Regions from separate parts of the Anas platyrhynchos genome. Here region 2 is linked to region 1. The links are chromatin contacts, called in public Hi-C maps. All regions are on one chromosome and are shown on one strand. The core of a region is the stretch at or near the end of the contact, and the rest is flanking DNA. Distances in the headings are between cores, read along the strand shown. Region 1 holds the start of LOC101793404 (secreted frizzled-related protein 2). Region 2 overlaps MAPK11 (mitogen-activated protein kinase 11).

What was found. Hi-C and Micro-C count contacts between places; a contact is called where the count stands out from the background.
Region 2: a contact with region 1 is called in a Hi-C map of F1 follicle, with 2.7 times the contacts expected there. The contact joins the enhancer-like site here to the promoter of LOC101793404 in region 1. A contact is called at or near these places in 3 of 8 Hi-C or Micro-C datasets (F1 follicle, liver and subcutaneous adipose tissue).

Annotation. Positions count from the first base shown.
Region 1 is chr1:21,298,341-21,304,364 of IASCAAS_PekinDuck_T2T, forward strand. It overlaps LOC101793404 (secreted frizzled-related protein 2), which reads right to left and starts at 3,365. Exons shown (of 6, transcript XM_072033042.1): 1 at 1,259-3,365; 2 at 888-1,003.
Region 2 is chr1:21,372,392-21,378,415 of IASCAAS_PekinDuck_T2T, forward strand. MAPK11 (mitogen-activated protein kinase 11) reads right to left here. Exons shown (of 12, transcript XM_027458243.3): 2 at 1,480-1,609; 3 at 481-539. Among named protein-coding and RNA genes, the nearest start is that of MAPK11, 12 kb to the right of the region's middle. Within about 2 kb of position 2,895, at least 3 of the 8 cell types and tissues checked have an H3K27ac peak or open chromatin away from gene starts, as enhancers often do. A contact at or near this core is called in F1 follicle, where this site is marked.

The DNA.
Region 1 (6,024 bases), core at 2,115-4,614:
TTTTTCTGTTTGTAGCACAGAAATAGTATTTAATTTCTTACGAGAAATATTAACAGAATTACTGACAGTATTTCATTGGTTTTAGTATAGGACTGATAAACAGATTTCAGCTGTAGAGCAGATGATGGGGAATCAGTTAAGGTGATGATCTGGGTAATGTGTCCCTTACCCGTTACGAATAGAAAAGTCAGAATATTTGATATTTAAAAGAGTTGAAGTTCTAAACAAAACATTTTGTGGAAATTTTTAGCTTGATGAAAATATTTCTCCAACTAGTTTGTTTTGGCTTGACTTAATTACCCTTTCTTATCACATGATTTATTAGCAGAAATGTTTAGATGCTAACAATATGTATGTGGATCAACTGTAAAATATCTGCCTAGATTACTAGACCAAAGTATATTCATAACAGTGTGCCATCTAGTATTTCTGGTGCTTGACTGAAATGTAATTTTCAGAAAGAGCAGCTTTTTGTGTTATACCTATATGTAGTACATTTAGACACTGTGCTGCCTATCATTTACATGTTTATACCTAAATGTTAGAGTATTAGTCCTAGCATCTTTGAAATCAATGACAAACCCGCACTGATTCCTCTCTAGCTCTTTTCTTTATTCTAAGCTACTGGCAAATTTATGGTATCTGTTTAAATATATCGGGAAAAAAAAGGCACCTGGACATCTCTGACATTAATGTCACTTCAACCCCCAGCAGCTGGAGTGAAACTGAGAGTTACAAATAAAGTTCACGCTTAGCCAGCAGATTTCTGCATCTATCCATGTTGCTAATGTCTTTACCAAGTCACCCCATAATTTTATGAAATTAATCAAATTCTTCTCTGGCCCTAATAGCATTATTTTGTTGTACTTTTCTCATCTGGTCATTACCTGAAATAAGGTGTCAAGATCTCTGGTAAAGGAAACCCTTCCGTTGTGTGTATAGCATGGTGTTACAGGCACATTTCTGAGACATATATATATATTAAGGGTCTGGAAAGTGTCGTCTGATGGAGAAAAAAAGAAAAAGAAAGAAAGAAAGTAACAAGAGTATGTTTTGGGATCTCCTTGCAGAAGTGCTTAGCAGGCTCTGCTGGAAGCCAGTTTGGGCTTTGTAGGCCTGGACACACAAAAAGGAATTTCCAGAGCCAACAAGCTTTGGAGTGAGCACAGCTGCATAGTTATGACCCTCGGATATGAACTGAGGAACATGTTCACATCCAAAATAACTCCACACAGCTACTGAGATGATCTATACCCACTCATGAACACAGCAAGTTGGCTGTGACAGCACCCATGTGGCCCCGGTCACAGGTGGCAGCCATTTTGGCAGCCATGAGCTGTGCCTGCGCTGCTCTGCAGGAATGGCCTCCATGGTGCCACCAAACGGGGCTCGCGCTGCCCTTCCCATCCCCTCTGTGCCTTGCAAACAGCCTGGACACGTGCCCTCATGCGAGGGCTGTGCTCACGCTATGCCTGAAATCATGCTTGCTGGCTTGTGATCTAAGAGACCTGATTTTGAGAACTCCCTGTGGGACATCATTAATGGACAGAATAGACACAGGGATAATGAGAGAGTGTGAGAAAAAGATGATCTAATAACAGCTAATACCTCTCCTGACAAACTTAGTCTCCATAGGAACTGTCTTAGAAATAAATAATTGTGTACCTCTGAGTCAGTTTCCTACCAGGGTTTCTCAGGAGCTTGGTCATTTATGGGCCAACACAGAGCTGTACCTTAAAGCTTCTTTCAGCCTTAGATATGTTACAAAGTAGGTCAGCTGTCTTTGAATTCCTTGCTTCTAGTGACTTGACTTTCAGTGGGTCACCATTTCCTAATGCTAAAGAAAATTGGTTTACTCTGCCAGTACAGTGGAATAGTTGGAGGCTGATGGCTTGACCACTCCGGAGACATAAGGAGACAAAAGGCATCATGCAGCTCTCTCTGTGGCACAGCACTTTAGCTGGAACCTGGGGGACTGAAGGGTGTGGAAGAAGAACCGCCATGATTTTAGCTGTCAGTGCAGACTACCAGAGAAGTGGCAGTCCATCTATTTTGCTTTTCTTTCTTCTTTTGAAGAAGTTTACCCAGGGAACAGGAAGACTTCATGTCTTTGTCATAGGTGCTGAAGCATAGTGTATCTAAATATGCTTGGCAGATAAATAATTGTCACTGGCTCTGAGAACAAAACAGACACAAATGTCTTTGCTTGATACCTATCACTGCATTTGGTTTTAGGCTGGATGTGAAGCCAGAGCGTTATCCATAATCCCAGTCTGTCATTTTTGTTGGCTGCCTTCTGTCAGAAAAAAAAGGATCATTTGGGGGAGCTTCTGCCTCTGTTCTATTCTGACAGTCATGGGGTTCAAGATGTTATCTAGGCCAGATTGCCTAGACTGTGTCATTTTCAGCATCGTTATTTACTGTAGAATTTGACAATTTGACACTTCCTTTCCGCACACTCACAAGTCAGTTTTAAGCAAGGGAAAGATTTTGGCTATGCTTCTATGTAGACTTAATTATTTTGATATTACTCATGAGCAGGTGTTACCTTGAAACTTGTTTTGACAGCAAGTCATTATCATTTATCATTTTTAGCAAGAGCCATGTAGCACAGTTATTACAGATGGGCACACAAAGTAGATTGCCATTGCTTGGAGAGTGTTTCAGGTCCGTCAGACGCTGGATCCTTGGCAGAAGTATGAGTTGCAGCACCTGTGTCGCTGTGCCATGAATTCTCCTTTTTTTTGCAAATGCTCAGCTGTTCATTGACATTGTATGGAAAAAAAAAAAGAAATAATCATGTAAATACATGCACATCTCGCTTCTGTGAACACAGTAAACTGTGATTTACTGTTGCCACGCCAGCTAAACATTCAAATTACACAGTAGCTGACAGAGGAGAGGTATTTCTAATTGTAGTGGTACATATGCAGAGATTGATCAAATAAAGGCTATATAAAATAAAATGAAATATTTTTAGTTCTGCAAACTATCAAGAGAATTGCAGGATCTGCATGTATTTTGACTGGTCAGCATAAAGCATAGGACCTGAGGTTTGGGGAAACTTTGGTCTCAAAGTCTGGAGCCCAGCTAATTCTCTCTGAAATGTTTGAAGAAAGCCGTGCAGTCGGTCCATTAGCCATGGGCTGTATTTATTGTTGCTGGATATGAGAAATGGTCACCTGCTGATGGACCCTGATAACACGAATAGTTGCTGGAGACCCTGCCCACCTCTGTTCTGCCTCCTTTGACTGTTCCCAGGGAGACAGACGGAGATTAACCCGGAGCCACCAGTCAGACCGTAATAAGAAAGGGGACTGAATTTTTCTTCAAAGAAACTAGGAATTTGAGAGCAAACTGGCAGATCTAGGGACTTTTGGATTTAATCTAAGCAGTGGTTGTAATATTCAACTGGAATTTATCTGAAGTGTAACTGCAGAAGTCCAAGGCTCTTAGACAAGGACCAAAGCTTACAACAATGTACCTGGAGTCCCAAAAGGAGGCTTCAGAGAGGCAGCTGTTGCAGTGAAGGCAGCTTTGCTGGATGAACATGCTTATTCTGTGGGGCAGCATTTATTTCATAATGTTTTCCTTTATTGTATTAAAAAACTCTTAGGCCGTGTGTGATATCTGTAAACCAGCAGAGGTTTTTTTTTTTTTTTTTTTTTTTTTTTTTTTTTTTTTACTCATCACAAAGGCTTTAATTTTTAAAGATTTTTAAAGAATTTTAAAGCATTGCTTTGATTTTTAAAGAATAGATATACTGGATTTCCTTACAAATCTGTAACAGGACAGTTGAAGGCTCATTGCCCTGGCATGCTGAGCTCTGTCCTTGTTCCTGGTAATTGGTTAACCCAGAGGAGAATTTGTTTTAATAGCGAAAGAGAAAGTTGGTGCTTGGCATGACCCAGATTTAGTTTCTGCCATCACCACAAGCTTCCTGTTTAACCTGTAAATTTTACTCACCTCACCCATAGACTTAGGTGACAGCACTTCTGGGTGACAGTACTGGGGGTGCTGGAAGATAAACGCATTTGAATGTGAAGCATTCAGATACTGCAAGGATTGGGAACAGGCATGTAAAGACTCACACAGATTCTGACAGCATCACCTAAAAGCACAGATACGGTGAATGCTATACAAAACCCGAGTGAGTAGCATTTCCGAAGCAGACCAGATTAGTCAGGGATGGAAAAAGGGCACGGGGAGATTAGCTGTCTTGCAGCTAGTTTTGGACAATATCCAGTGTGCTACGTGATAGAGTCTCATGGTACAGGCTGAATTCAATTTTTTACACAATTATCATGTATTGGGTGAGCACCTTTCACACAAAGCCAGTGGTAATAGCCACTTGTTTGTTTGTTCCAGTCACTCACTCATTCATTTCCTTCCTTCCTTCCTAGTCTTTCTTACTTTTTTCTTTTTATTTCTTTCTTCCTTTCTTCCTTTCTTCCTTCCCTTTTCTTTCTTTCCTTCCTTCTTTCTTTCCTTCTTTATTTATTGTAAAAAATCAAACTTCTTAGGGTTATTTTTCCCATTGTTATCAGTTTGCTGACTGTTTTTTCCTGTCACAGAAATGTGTATCAGAGCTGCATCCCCTCTCAGGCATCTGTATCAAGCAGCTACAAATAAAATAAAAATCTAGTTTGAAAGGAGAATGTGCCAAATTATTTCTAAACCTCTGTGAACACAAGACAGTAAAAGTAGGCTCAGGAGTGTTTCATAGGACTGTGGGGGATCAGTCGTCTTGCCTACATGTAAACAGCAAGTACATACCAACTATTTGTAGTCCATTGAGAAAGTAAACAGGGTTGTCTTGCCTATCCCCAATACTTTCTTTGTCTGTGGCCTGTAGCCAGCTACTGATTATCACGATAAGGCAGAAACACATTAAGTCTTGAAAATTATGTCTGGCTTCTGGCTGTTAGAGGAGATAGCTCTATCAGTTAAGCACCTAAAAGGCTGGGTGAGTGCTCAGCTGACTCCAGCAGGCCTGGAGCCGATCCCTTTTAACTCACTTGACAGCATTTTGCATCTAACTTCTCCCTACTCCAGCTACCTGGAGGAAAGGCCACCAGAATTTGACATGATACCATTAAATGGCTGGCCAAACTCTCGTCTCTTTGATGCCACTGGAAACAACGGACCTGAAGCATTGGTGTAAATGTCAGACTTCATTGTAAGGGCTTTGCTCAAGCAGCAAGCTTGCATAGTGCCTGTAAGGTTTCACAAATAAATAAATGTGCCTAAAATATGTGAATAGAGACATTATGGGCAATTCTTCTCTAAGCAAAATTTCCTCTGGCACTAGCAAGAGTTTTTTTCTTGAATAATGATGGCAAAATGTAATCTCTTTCCTTGGACTGAAAATGTATTTGAATGTATATAATCAAATCAAGTGTCCCCATTGCAAGTGGCTTTGGTGGACTGAGAAGAAAGCAAAGCTTTGTCAATAAATAATCAAGTGAATTTCAGGTTCTGGACTCTGTTCGTTGGGTTCCTGGCAGCTTTTTTTAAGGGTATAGATTTACATTGTAAAATTTTGAAAAGAAAAGGTATTTTTAAAATTTTGAAAAGGAAGAGTATTTTCTGGATAAATCTTTGCCCAATTTTTAAGTTTCTATGTCAGACTAGTTTTGGAAAGAGATTTTTTTTTTCTAAAAAAATTTGCAAAAATTTTCATTCAAATACATACAAGTAGAGTAAACTTTGGGTGGCTTTATGAAGACAAATGGCTGTGCCCTGAACTCAAGTGTGTGCAGAGTTTCAGTTTTCAAAAATTGTTTGGGGATGCAGGGAAAAGAATATAGATTTGTAATTGCGATAATTACAAGCTACTTCAGAGAGTGACTGCCTCACAAATGAGTGCGCCCACTCAAAGGCACGCAATACATAAATGTTACCTGACTGCTCTGCGGATACTTGATGGGAATAGTTACTTCTATTCTGCTATCTGAACTCGGTAGGAGATGGGTAAGGGATACTTACTGAAGGCCTGGATGTTCTCTACTTATTTCCAGTGTC
Region 2 (6,024 bases), core at 1,645-4,144, 74 kb after region 1:
TACTTACCTAGTTGCTTATCCCAGATGCAAACCAAGAACAACTCAATATAAATGGTCTGTTTGAGTAACACCGAAATACAACCAGCCCTAGGTTAGTTGGGAATCTAGCCTAAATTTACCTTGCTTAAGTTAGCCAACAAAATACTTTCCTGCACTCCTGAACAATCCCATGTAACTGAAGAAATAATCTACAGCTAACAGACAACTGAACTGAAGAATTTTTAAGTTTACTGCCATTCATGCAACACCAACCCATTTACGAGATAGCTATAATATGTCATCATTCAAAAAAGTATGAAAATAAGGCCTGTTCTCTGGCTTTTCTTTTTAGGGAAAAATTGTTGAAAGATTCACAATTAAAGTTCTTCACACAAAACCGACTTTGGCTTCAAGTCTATTCGAAAAGTATGTGCTTCCTTTTTAAAACTAGAGTGGTACCTAGTTACTAACTAGTCAGAATTATTTTAAAATTTTACTTACACTTCATTAAAATTTTCTATTGATGTTGCAGGTGTAAAAACATCTAGCAATCCTATAACCTGAAAGACAAGAGAATTGACATTTTAGTTTTATAAATACATAAAGCGATATATAATTAGTATTGACAGTGCTTAGAATTTTTGACAGGAAGCGTACAAATACACAACACATGTTCATCTTGCAAACAACAGGTGGTTTATGCAGGTAGAGATGCAGCTATTTCCATGGCTAATTAAAAAATCTATTAATTACAAGAAGTAGAACAAGACTTTAGATGATCAAAGATAAAGACAGGAAAGGTAATGTCTCACTACAGAAAAGTTGGTTTGTATACTCACTATACTTAATATTATGCACAATTTCACGAGTTATCTTGTTCTGCTGTTAATTAATGTTTTTAGCATTCCTTTTGCATGATACTTTTAAATCCACCATATTTTATTCAGGCCTCCATTCATCAAGTTACTTTTAAGCAAGTGGATACTCTCATTGAAATAAACTATCTCATAAACTTAGGCGTAAGTACTGAATTGTTTGGGGCTTGATGTTCCACTATCTTTCATCTAGGTATTACATTGTCCCTAATTTCAATGAGAGTATCTGTCTTAATTTCTCAGTAGAATCCAAATTCAGCAAAAGCAGGTTTGAGGTATTCTTCTTTTCCTGGACTGATGTTTCATTAGCATCCAATAGCAGTGAGCAGCACACTCTATTACTTCAGTTACAGAAGAGTAGGACCACTTGTTTCAGATTTTGTTAGCTGGATATTCAAGATCAAACTGGATCATTTTATAATAAAAAGGCAGCTTTTTACTGAAAACCTCTACTTTACAGTCAGTGACTTTGCTACAGATGAGATAGCTAGGCCCAGGTATCCTGGGTAGCCAGAAAGAGAGCTGTATATACTTTCCTAACAAGACTGTACCTACTTGAAATTCAGCCTATATTACAAACTTGTGTCATAAAAATCAGAAGGAAAAGCACTCACTCTCCACTTACGTTCTCATGCTTCATATGCTTCAGCAACCGAAGCTCTCGGTAGGTCCTCCTTGCATGAATAAGCGATTGGAAAGGTCTTGAAAGCTTTTTTACTGCCACCTTCTGTCTTGTTTTGGTATCATAAGCTGAACTACAAGAAAAAAAAAAGTCTATGTTGAAGGCATGTCCTGTTTCAAAGCTCTCCATTAGTTCACTGTAGTTCTCTGGAGAAACTTAAGCTCTGCAGGGGATTCCTGCTCCTTCCTTTGCCCTCTTTTACCTTCTGCTCATGGACTGCAACGGGGGGAAGCTAGTCAGCAGTAACCATGAGCATTCAAAGACAGTTCCCATCACGTTTCCTCGGGAAATGCCAGTAACAAATGAACAACAGGTACATGCCTTGAACTGCAGCCCACAGATCCTGCTGACATAAAGCACGTGCTTAACTTCATACGTATGGAGATGTCCCACGGAAGAGGACACTAAATACAGACATAAGCATTTGCGGGAAAGGGAAACCCACTGGTGGTTTTTGTGCATTACAAGACATGACAAATACAACACGGCACAGTACAGTCTGCAGTGTAGCACAGGAATAGAAACGATCCCTTTATATTTTACTTCATGACACTAAACTGTATGATTACAAAAATATTCAGTTTGCTACTTTCTCTTCAGTTTTCCACTTTCTCATATTACAGAAAGAATTGCTTTAAATTGTTATTCATTAAATTAAAATTTTGTTTTGTTATTCATTAAATTAAAATTTTGTTCAATTCTAATGCCTAGAAATTCTGTTTAAACTGTAGACAACACTATCTGCAATTGCTAGCAACAGCATTAGCAAGCACAGAACCCTGGCATATTCATCTTCCAGAACATTTTTGAGTTACAAAACACTGAAAATTAAATAACATGAAAAAATGCACAGTATAGGATGACAGTGGTCAATAGGCACACTAGGTGCTAGTAGCTCCTCATGGTCAGTGTTTAAAACACTCCTGAGAATTGCAGTAAGATCACCTGTTAGAGACAAAAAGATCTGTCTTGCCTGGAGTGGCTCCCAAACTATTACACTAAGCCTACAATCAGCTCCAAGGTGGTGGACTCCTACACGTATTTGGCCCACCAGAAAGTCATGAAGAGCCAAGTGCAGCAGAAACTCTTCATTTCCAGTCAGCTAGAGGACAAGGCAGTGTTTCTAACAAGAAGCAAAACCAGATACAAACAACACATGGGTAGCAAGAACAGTGACATCAAAAAGATGATCATGATCCAGCTATCTTAGACTTCACCGAATCTCTCAGAAGGCCAATGCAGAGCACAATCCAGCAGTGTTTTATTCAATAAAAACAGAGTAAGAGGAAGTAGATTTAATCAACAAGTTTCTTGCAGGCACCATGGAAGGAGTGAGTCACTCACGAGATAAATGAAATAGATAAGCAGATTACTTAGCCAGTTTCTTGCAAGCATCTCAGAAGTGGATCTTCAGGGAAGTTTTAAAGGTGTAGAGGGTTGTGGCTTTGCAGAGCACCTCAGGAAGGGCTTTCCCTGAGCAGAAGAAAGAAAGCATAGGAAGTAGGAGAAGACCCATATCACCCTGAGGAGAGGTGGACAGGACATGATAAGACACTTGTTCTGACAGAAGGGTAGGGACACAGTTATTCAGGATATGAGGACACTGTGTTACTCAAATGTATGGAGGAGCTCAAGCAATGGATGGTGCAAGAAGAACTGACAATAAAGACATGATAAATACCACACGAGTGGCCACAAACACAACGTGAAGGTTGCAAAAATCAATCTGAAGAAATAGAAGGGAAGCCAGTGCTTCACTGTTAGTGTAACAAAGATGAGACAAAATTGCCATGAGTGTAATCCTGGTCAACGAAGCCAATGGAGAGCACCACAGCCTCAGAAATACATACTTGCTAGATCCATTCTAACTTCTTCCAGTAAAAAGGAAATGTTTATACAGATAAATAAATAAAATTGCCCAAAACAGCAATCTGTGCTTAACATCTCAACTATTCTGGCAGTTCACAAGCCTTCCCACTCACTGTTGTACCGGTTTGTGAAATACTGTGTACGTTATACAAGGCTAGGAGGAATTAGGCTTTAAATCCCATTATCATGATAAACATCCCTTTCCTCCCAATTCTAAGGTCAAACGTGGGTTTCAGCATTTTAAAAACTGCTGATCTTTAAGACAGATTGCTTTTTACCCTCCATATGACTCAAGGCTGCAAAGCTTTCAGATGGTATAAACTATTTTCCACTTTCAGTAATTCTTATGACAGCAGCTTTTTAGACCCAGGATGGAAACACATGAGGACCAACAACAACAAAAACACCCACAACATCAACAACAAAAACACAAAAGCAAACAGAAACTTGAATTTGACCTCCAATGGGAAATGATGAACCGCAGCTGAACAGGCCAGGCGCGGTCTTGGTCTAAACGTGTTCCCTCACAGGCAAGGAGCTGTGGCAAGTGACAATCAGAGCTAATGCCTTCAAGCTTTTTCCTCATTTACCATCATCATATTTCAAGTTATTAACTCTGAAGCATTCAAAACAATAGATTTTGCTTTGTTAGGACTCTTTTCTTTCTCAGATCCAAGGGTGACTAGTGTCAGTGACCTCTGCTCGGAGGCAGAAGGCTGCTGCCTTCATTTCTTCCCATCTCTGAGTTTGGACTCGGTCTCTGCCTCTCCCTGTTCTACCATCACAGCTGTGATCTGAGTTGTCCCCTGAGTCCCTCATGACCCCCTGTGTGAGCTGTTAGGCACCAGGACTAACTGTGTCCCTGCCCGTGCCATTTTCCTCAGAGCATTTGGCCTCCAGACCGGCTCCCCGGACAGCAGGCCTCTGGTGCCGGCCATGGCAGCTCTGAGGGCCCAGCTCTGCCTGGTGCCACCAGAAACCCTTCCTCTGGGGCCTGTGACCAGCTGCTGATGAAAACGAGCCCAAACAGCTCCTTCAAACAAGCCAAAGGTGTGCTGTTATTAAAAAAAAAAAAGGGTTGGAGACCCTCACCTTCCCTTACAATGCACTGCACTCACATTCTTCCCACCTCTGCCTTCAAACTGAGGGCACTTCCCTGTCAGGCTTGGCCTTTGCAGCATCTCCCCAACAACTGCCAGAAACTCACAGCTCCTTTTCCTTTTGCAAGGCATTTTCTACTCTTGTGGGTCCTTGGGAGCTCCTTTGGCAAGCCAGTGGTGTAAAAAATGCTTCCACCTGGCCACAAAGCATCCTCCCAGCGGTTCACCTGCTGCTACCCGAGTTTCTCAGGTTACTTATCCTCGGGTGTCCGGCTGCTGATGGTTACATTATCTCATGTAGCATAATACCACGGAGATAAACTTTGATACTTGCAAAGGGATATCGCCTTGACACTTCATTCGTAGAAAACAGTGAAAGTGAGTTTTTAATTGCATATTGTTGGTATTTCTACCACTACCACAGAGCAGCACGCCCTCACGCCTCAGCAGTATGTCGGAACACCACGTTAGACAGAATTCCTATCACAACACAAAAAGAAACACAATTCAAACTATATTTTATTCTACCAGGAACAGTTTTGTATCAATCTTAGCAACAGCCCTTTTAGACATGATTGCTCTTGACCCAGAACCCCAGGCAGTTACGCCAGGCATTTTTGCTGCCTGTCCTTTCCAAGATCAAGGATATAAACGAGCCGATGTTCTCCCTGCAGGGACGGCATCGTTTTGACAGATTGGAGACTTTTGCTTGATGTAATTTTCAATCAGTGCCTAAATTAGAGATACCTTTCCAGCGTTGTCAGCTCCTGCGTCTAACACTTCTGTTGACGTCCCACTAGATGAAAGAAGAATCTCTATTTATATGCACATTTCTCCTGTTCGTAGGCTTTCAGAGAAAAGTTTGAACAAACAAAGCTTACGCAGCCCAGAAACTCAGGAGGCAAAATGCCCAGGTTTCGTGCTAACCTCATGACTTTGGGCATGGGTTTTAGTAGTTGCTGTTTATAAATATTGACTGTACATACAGTCATTTCCTCAGTGTCCATGGTCAGTTTATCCCCTGTGGTTGTGGACCGGTAATACTGGACAAACCACTCGTGTGCAGCCCGGTCACATCCTCCAGGGCTTTAGGATTAGGAGCACACTACTCAGCTACAGCTATTTAGCCTTTAGATCAGATTTCTCTCAGCAGCTGGAGGGCTGCTTGTTGGAGCCCAACCTATCGAGCCATGCATGGAGCTAACTCGTGTCCCACTTTGTAAACTGCAGTAGGCGATGCAGGAAAGACTGCTCGTGGGATCAGCAGGTCCTGTCCCTGACCTTACTAATTTTGGGGCTCTGGGAGGGCTCATTAGCTGGGCACGATACTACACAAGACACCTGGAAAAGGGTCATCTTGAATGAAGTGTTTGGTCCAGTAAGTTCTCTTCATCCCAGGAGTCAGCTCAGGTCTAGCTGATGCAAGATGAAGGCATGACCCAAGCTGATCATGGGTGATGCCAGGATGGTGCCCCTGCAGGGAGCTCCCAGCTTCTAACAGCTGATTGTCCATAATACC